Linked DNA regions of Gossypium hirsutum: region 2 is linked to region 1. Evidence: chromatin contacts called from public Hi-C data. All regions are on one chromosome and are shown on one strand. Each heading gives the region's core, a stretch centred on a gene start, on an enhancer-like site or on the middle of the called end of the contact. The rest is flanking DNA. Distances are from core to core; before and after follow the strand shown.

The links. A called contact is a pair of places that touch in the nucleus more often than the background predicts.
Region 2: a contact with region 1 is called in a Hi-C map of hypocotyl, with 2.0 times the contacts expected there. The contact joins the promoter of LOC107923378 here to the promoter of LOC107923340 in region 1. A contact is called at or near these places in 3 of 34 Hi-C or Micro-C datasets (hypocotyl and leaf).

What each region holds. Positions count from the first base shown.
Region 1 is chrA12:82,701,834-82,705,880 of Gossypium_hirsutum_v2.1, forward strand. It overlaps LOC107923340 (protein IQ-DOMAIN 1), which reads right to left and starts at 1,453. Exons shown (of 5, transcript XM_041082851.1): 1 at 1,038-1,453; 2 at 686-958; 3 at 355-594; 4 at 96-261; 5 at 1-45. The coding sequence starts at 1,124.
Region 2 is chrA12:82,849,249-82,853,163 of Gossypium_hirsutum_v2.1, forward strand. LOC107923378 (vacuolar protein sorting-associated protein 8 homolog) reads left to right here and starts at 1,817. Exons shown (of 19, transcript XM_016853580.2): 1 at 1,817-3,501. The coding sequence starts at 2,101.

The DNA of each region.
Region 1 (4,047 bases), core at 203-2,702:
ACTCATCTTGTCCCCCATTGATGGACTCCTTCGAGCTCTCCTCATCTATTTTACGGTCAAATTGGTTTATATGAATCATTACAATATGATACAACAAGACATGGTTAAAGACAGAACATGAACCTGTTGTGACAGTGCTTGTGACAAGCTCTTTTCACGTTTCAAAGCAGCTTCTTTCCTATGTTGTAACATAGCTTTCACTTCTTCAACTGTGTGTGGCCTTTCGTCCCAATCATCTGCTATGCTACTTCCTCCTCTCGACTAGAACACACACAGACATAAAGACAAGGCAAATAAGAAGCTGAATCTTTAAACCACACATAAAGTCATAAACAAAAGGCTTAAAACACTTACTAATGATCTTCTATCCGATATATCTTGAAGATACCGTGATTCCCAGGTGTCGCTAAATGCTGATTTCCGGCTGCAACCATCGTGCGAGAGCCTCATTCTTTGGTCTAAAACACGAGACTGAACTTTAACCAGTGCTTGCATGCAACGAAGCGTCATCTTGGCTTGCTTTCTCACGTTGTGACCTCTCACTAAAGCTTGTAACTTCACTAGCCCTTTTAACGCACGTAGAGCTCTCCTGGCCTTCATTATCACCACCACAAAATCAACACTAAACCCCCATTTTTTCTCATGCAAAAAACAACAATTTTCAAAGGCAAAATTTTTTTCTTACCAGGTAGCCTCTAAAAGCTGTCTGAATAACAATAGCAGCAAAGTGATGTTTCCTGCCATAACTAGGTTTAGTCAACCGAGCAGCTTGTAAAGCTGCTTCTGCAGTCGCCACCGCAGCTTCAGCTTCCGCTGCTTTAGCCACCGCCACAGCAATAGCATGCCTTTTCTCCGCTGCTGCCGTACTTGCACCACCACCACCACCACCATTATTACCTACACTCTTCACAGGACTTGTATCTTGTTTCCTAAAGATCCACCTCCGTTTATCTCTCTTCTATATAAAAAAAATAAAAAATCAAAGGCTTTTCTTTTTATATTCATAAACAGCCATTAAAATAGATTGAAACACTTACCTTTTCATCATCATGGGTATCTTTAGTAGGAGATCTAAAAGCCCTTTTCACAGCAGTCAACCATGAAGTCCCTCCTTTCTTCCCCATTCAAAAGGATAGGGTTAAACCAAGCTGCATTTACAGCTAAAAGAAGCTTTGAAGAAGGAGCCAAGACACCAACACTGTGAAGATAAAAAAGATTCTGATTGTAATATGGATTCTTGTTAAATTGCCAGAGAAAGACATACAGGACAAGATAATTTAATGATATATATATTTCCTCAAGAGAGAGATACAATGAAAGGGAAAACAACGAAAGTGAACAGCTTAGATTTCAATATATCCAAGCTTGGGTGAACTTTCGAGCACATTGAGACATCGATGGTGGTGGTGTCAGAGTGTAGTACGTTAACATTTTTTTTTCAATGTTATTGAATTTTATAGGTTTAATTCTGAATTTTGTATTCTTATTTTACGAAATTTTAAAAATTGGTCTTTTATTTTAACTTTCCAGAATTTTATTTTTATTTTTGAGAAGTTAGTTTAATTTAATATTCTTATTTATTATTCACTTCAAAATCAAGAGTTTATCAATTTGTATATATTAAATTTGTAAAAGTAACTACTTCCATAATTTATATGCAATAAAGAAAAAAAAAGGTAAACCACAACATTAGTCACTAAATTATGAATAACTTTTTGTTTTGGTAACTTAATAAAAGAAAGCTACAATTTGGTCATTAAATTACTTAAAAGTTTTCATTTAAGTTACTGAGTTGTTAATATTTTTTTTTAAAGTTCCGCCAGAGAGTTTCAAGCTGCAGTTTAATGATTGGTATAATGGATCAGTATTTATCTAAGAATCGAAGAAAATACCTTTAGATCCGTCAATCTAACGGTCAGTGTCGAAGATTGGAGAAAAAAGCTGTTTGAATTTTGGTTCGCAAATTCTTAACGTCCAAAATTGTTTCATAAAAAAAAAGAATTATAGAAGAGAAAGGAAAAGAGAGCTTTCGATTAATGCAAGTAGTGTGAACAGAAAAAGCGATATAGCATCGTATTTAACAACTCAGTGACTTAAATGAAAATTATTTGATATTTGAGTTTAGTTTAAATGTTTAATTTGACATGTTAATTTTTTATCTTAATTTGGTACTTGAGTTTGGTTTTAATGCTCATTTTGGTACCTAAATTTTTTCAATTTAATACTTAAGTTTTTTTTATCTAATTAAGTACCCAAATTTAACTTTAATATTTAATTTGACATCTAAACTCTTTTTATGCTAATTAAGAATTTATATTTTCTTAACAAAACATATGTATCAAATATTTATTAAATCACATGGCATCATTTTATCTTAATACAAAATTATACATGAAATTTAATATAAAACTAAACTTAAATACCGAAAGGGTATTTTGTGTTATGAGGTTTTCTTTTGGGGGGTAATAATAAATAATAAAGTTTAATACTAAATTAAAGGGAACATGAGGAACAGAGAGTAGTGGACGTGCTGTGGACGAGGTGAGATATCGAGAAACGTTGAAAGGCAAAGGCCATGAAAAGAAAAAAAGGGAAACCCACGTTGAGTTTTGCACATCAACCAATGGCTAAAGTCTCCTTTTTTTCTTTTCTTTTTTTTTTCAAAACAAAGTTTTTTTAATAAAAAAATAATCACTTTCAAATAAAATATCGGTTTAGATAATATAAATGTAGAAAAAAGATGTTTGGGTTTATTTAAATTTTGACACATAAGATTGAATTTTGGCATTTGTATATTAACTAAGTCCATTTTTATATATGATGTTAGATTTTGATAAGAATGGATAATGCGACATTTTAAAATTATGATATTTTCAATTTATAATATGGTATGATTACAATATTAAACTTTTATATTTTTTAAATTTAGTGATTAAAATATATCTAATTGTTAAGTTTATATATTAAAGTTGTTGTTATTGTAACATATAAAGCATGAGTTTAAGTATACTTTTGTGCTTATTATCTTTTGATTTTAGGGTGTGAATGAGTTATAGATAATTAAAAGAATTAAGTAGAAAAAATACTAAAAACGATATTAAAATTAAGACAAAAAAATTATATTAAGAAAGTTTTGTTCTGTTTAAATGTATGATTCGACTCTACTTGAGAATTAGGTAAAATTAATTGATTTAATGCAAAAAAAAATCTAAAAAAAATATATTCATCTTTATTAAGAATTCATTAAGCTGATAGCTACTCTAAAATAAAAGTGGAAGCTTTTGTTCTGGTATTGTCCTTTACCCCTTTTTCCTTTAGGTTCTTAAAAAATTGATATAAACTGGACACCTCTCGTGGTGTCACGTGGTAGGAGCTGATGAATAGTGACTAATAACTAATGATCAAAGCAGTGGGAAAAAAAATATCAGGTGGATTATGGAGCACGGTGGTCCTATTTCCTTCCATTGATTTTAAATTGAAAGTGACATTTGAATCAGAAGATGATGAAAAAGTAGTAAATCAAGTGGTCCAAAAAGGACTTGAGGGAGTTGGGAAAATGTACCTTCACATAGTCTCAGTGAGTCTCAGAGTCAGTCAGGTATTGAATCTATAAAACATACCCCCAAACATTTTTGATTTTATGTCAAAGACCAGTCAAAGTCTTTCAGAGATGTAAGTAATAATAATTAAATCAGGGGAAGAAGAAGAAGCAGCCAGATTTACATACAGCTAATATGAAATATTTAAAGGAGCTCAAGAAAACATTCCCATGGAGTGAAAGATCGTTTGTTTTTTTTTTTCTCTAATAAATTTAATCAATTATTTATTTGACCTAAACCAACACTCTTTTATGGTAGGGCTTGTAGTTATGAACTGGCTGCCTACTACACAGACATAAACTGCAAAGTTGGGAGGGTCACAGCTCTTCTCTTAGTAACCAATTGCTGACTGGGGAATAGGTACTTGAATGCAATGTATTACCTAATATTATATATAACTTACACACCACTGTCTACTGTCTTATATATATCATTAGTAGACGATTTA
Region 2 (3,915 bases), core at 567-3,066, 150 kb after region 1:
TAGACAATGTATCAACCGAAGCATCCATATTCACCTTAACCCACTCCTATGTCGGTTTGCCCCCCGTTCCAATGATGTAAGGAAGTACGACCTAAACCAAGCTGCTGCTGTAAAGCATTGGTCTGTTGAATATTCAACAAGAGATGACTACTCCACTTAATAATTCCTTCCGGCGCAACGTGATTCTCCTTGAAAATACGGCTATTCCATGTTTACCATAAGCCTCCAACAAATTATACTAAATTGACTCTCCCAATCAGCTTGAACCTTAGGAAAACATGAGAGCTCGACATATTCATCTTTAGCCATCTCTCAGAATTTAACTCAGAGAAGTCAGTGAGCTTACCCGAGAGCACTAAATCTGTCCAAACAACAATTGCCAAACAACACTTCCAGAGCACATGGTCAATGGCTTCTACAGGGCACCCGCAACTGTTACATCCCATCTGGACTGTAAAGCGATGCCGTGCTCTTTCTACATTAGTGAGAAGCCTTTTATTCAACACCAGCCACATGAAGGATCGAACTTGTTGCGGGCACTGAAGCTTCCACACACGTTTCCACCCATCATCAGCAATGGAAATCGTAAGCGCAATCACCTTACATGATGAACGTATATTGAAAATCCTCTTGGAACCCCATCTCCAACCCAAGGAATCCTCAACATCAGCCGCAACCACTCTTGAGATCCCACGTTGAGACAATAGCTGATTAAATCTCTCCCAAGCTCAAGTTCCATACCGCTCGTCATGGATAAGACGGATGTAAAGCCAGCCAGGGCCACCTCCCTTGACCGAACATCATCAATGAGAGGATAGCCATTCGGAAGCCACCTATCAAACTAAAAATCCACCGTTTTGCCTTGCCCAAATTCCAACACAACCCTTGTTTAACTTCGTCCCATACCCGACTAATGCCCCTCCACAGAGGTGAGCATCCACTTTTAGCAATAGAGATCCGAACCATACCAATCCATTTATACCTGTCTCGTAACACCCACACAAATGATCCAGATATTGAAAAAAAAAAAATCAGATAACCAAGTTTCATTAGGAAAGAATTATTAAAATCCACCATCCGACGGATACCAAGACCACCCTTAACCACATCACGGCAAACATTATCCCATTAAACACCTCTCCCATCTTCTGTGGTACCGCAAATAAAAATTCGAATGAGTCGCTCCATCTCCATACACACTTATTGGAACCACCATGGTCTGCATCGCATAAGTGGGAATAGAAGCCCGCACCCCTTTCGCAAGAGAAAGCGACTTTGCTCTAACCAGCAAGTTTATTGCATTCGTTGCAGTATACATATCCTTGGTAACTCCCAAGTACCTACCAAGGTACTCCACTCTACAGAAGCCCAAACCGCTACTAATCTCTACCTAAACTAGCCTCGGGAAGTTTTTTGAAAAGAAGACTTGAGTCTTTTGCCGGTTCCTCTTACAAAAATCATTTAAGCATCCTGTTAATCACTGCCATCTGATTCTCATCAACCTTAGGAAATAGCACCACATCATCCACAAAGAAGAGATGACGGACCTCTCAGACTTATAAAATATTTTTAATCCATATATTTTTTTAAAGAATTCAGTCCTTCTATTTGTCATATTTCAAATTTAGGTCCAATTGGTTAAAATTATTTTATTAAATTCACGCTTATTATGATATATATATTTTTTACTTATATAACTAATAAGTGAATATTTTTTATTTCAAAATCTCATACTAATAATTAGGCTTAAATTTTAAAATCTAAAAAGTAGAAAGACTAACTTTCAAATAAAAGAAGAGTACAGGGACTGATGATAAGTTTTAACCATTGTATTAGATTGAAACTTTGAGGACTTAATTGTAACATTTTGAAATTGAAGGATCAATTTAAAATATAAGGATAATCTTAAGACTTTTGGTGGAATTAACCCCAGTTATTTTCAAAGCTTGAAAACAACAAGGAGTCTAAGATCTCCGAAAAGAAGCTGGGATCCTTCACTGCCTGAAATTCTTGGTAACAATGAACTTGTTCACGTTCACTACTGGAGATTATATAATAAAGCTGAATTTTAAAGTGTCAACGACATAGCTTTTACCCAAAATGGAAGCTGATCTCGACACGTTACTTGACTCACACTTCTCCGATTCCGACGACGATTCCAACTCAACCGTTCCTCACCGTACCATCGATGAAATCCTCAACGATTCCGATGCATCCACGTCATCTTCTTCGCCTTCATCCCCTCTCTCTTCTTATCAACGTTCCGATAACCGCCTTGCCCGGTCGAATACCGTTCCGCAAGAATTCGTGGAATTGCTAGAGGAAAGAGATGCTCTTTCAGAAGGACCGGCGGAATCGTCGAAGACTAGTCCGTTCAAGCGGATTGGTGATCCGGTTTGGAGGGTTTCGTCATCATCTTCTTCGAAACAGCTTCCGACGCTGTTTGGTGGAGTGAAATCCAATGCGAAACCAGGGGCTGCGCTCGCGGCTGCGGCTGCGGCGTCTAGGTCGGTTCCGACTCCACATGCGGCTGCTATCAAGTCGAGGAGGGCGGTAAGTGGTGGGGTTCTTCAGAGGGTTGTAGGTAGTGATGATCAGGATGTTAGCTCAGTGAATGGGGAATCGATTGGGGTTAGCTCGAAATCAAGCGTTTCAGGTGAAAAATTAGAAATTGATGATTATACTAGTGATAATAAAATGGGCGATTTTCAATCTGCTGATACCCATCAAAATAGTGAGGCTAGTGAGAGTAAAGATAAGGAAAGTGAAGCTGAGAGAGTAATTGAACGAATTGACGGCTCTTCTAAGCTTGATTTTGATGACAGCTTGAATAAAGAAGTTACAGTTTTGGGTTCGGGTGAAGTTTTAGATAATGAAATTGACCCTGTTTCTGTGTCTGAGAATTCTCTGGTTCTTGATGCCAATGATTCATATGAAAAGAGTGTTTTGTCTTTGCCTAGCGTTGATCAGGAGAGAAATATAAGTAAGGACTTGGAGAGGGTGGGTTTGGAAAGAGAGAACGTAGCAAGTGATATGCCCAGTTACGAAGATGGTGAGGAAAATGCTAGTGGTGGTGATGATAAAAGTTCAATGAGTGATATTTCAGAGCTTGTAGAGGAGAGATTGGAGCAACTAGAGAGTGAGATGATGAGTAAAAGGGTGGAAAGCAATGCACGTGCTACAATGAAGCCGCTTGAACTGGCTGAGGAGCTTGAGAAGAAACAGGCTTCTACTGGTTTGCATTGGGAGGAGGGTGCAGCTGCTCAACCCATGAGGCTTGAAGGTGTTCGGAGGGGTTCAACCACGTTGGGATACTTTGATGTTGATGCTAGCAATATAATCACTCGGACTCTTTCATCACAGGCATTCAGGCGTGATCATGGCTCCCCTCAAGTTTTGGCAGTTCATCTGAACTTCATTGCCGTAGGAATGACTAAAGGAGTCATCATCTTAGTCCCCAGTAAATATACCACTCATCATGCTGACAGCATGGATCCTAAGGTGCTTTGATTGCCCTATCTCTTTAATTTTTTATCTTTGGTTGCATTTCTGCAGAATTATTTGCCTTTTCAAAGTTGTTTAATTCTGCTCTTCTGGTAAAGACAAATTTAAGGGTAGGACAATATTCTTCTGAAAACACATTCTAATTCAAAACTATAAAATTTAGTATCACATTCAGGTTTGATGGATTGAAATTAGGAAGATGGGATCCTATAAGATATTGTGAGTGCAATAGTGCATTATGACTAAAAAGACATGATCCAGCCGCATAACAAGATTTAAAAAAGCATATGCTTGGAATCAGAGGCTTGTTAAGTTCCTTGACATATTTTACATATCTATTTTTTTATTTGCTTGCATTCACGTGGTGAACCATAGACTGCAATTATCCGTGTTGTATTCTCCAGCAATTGA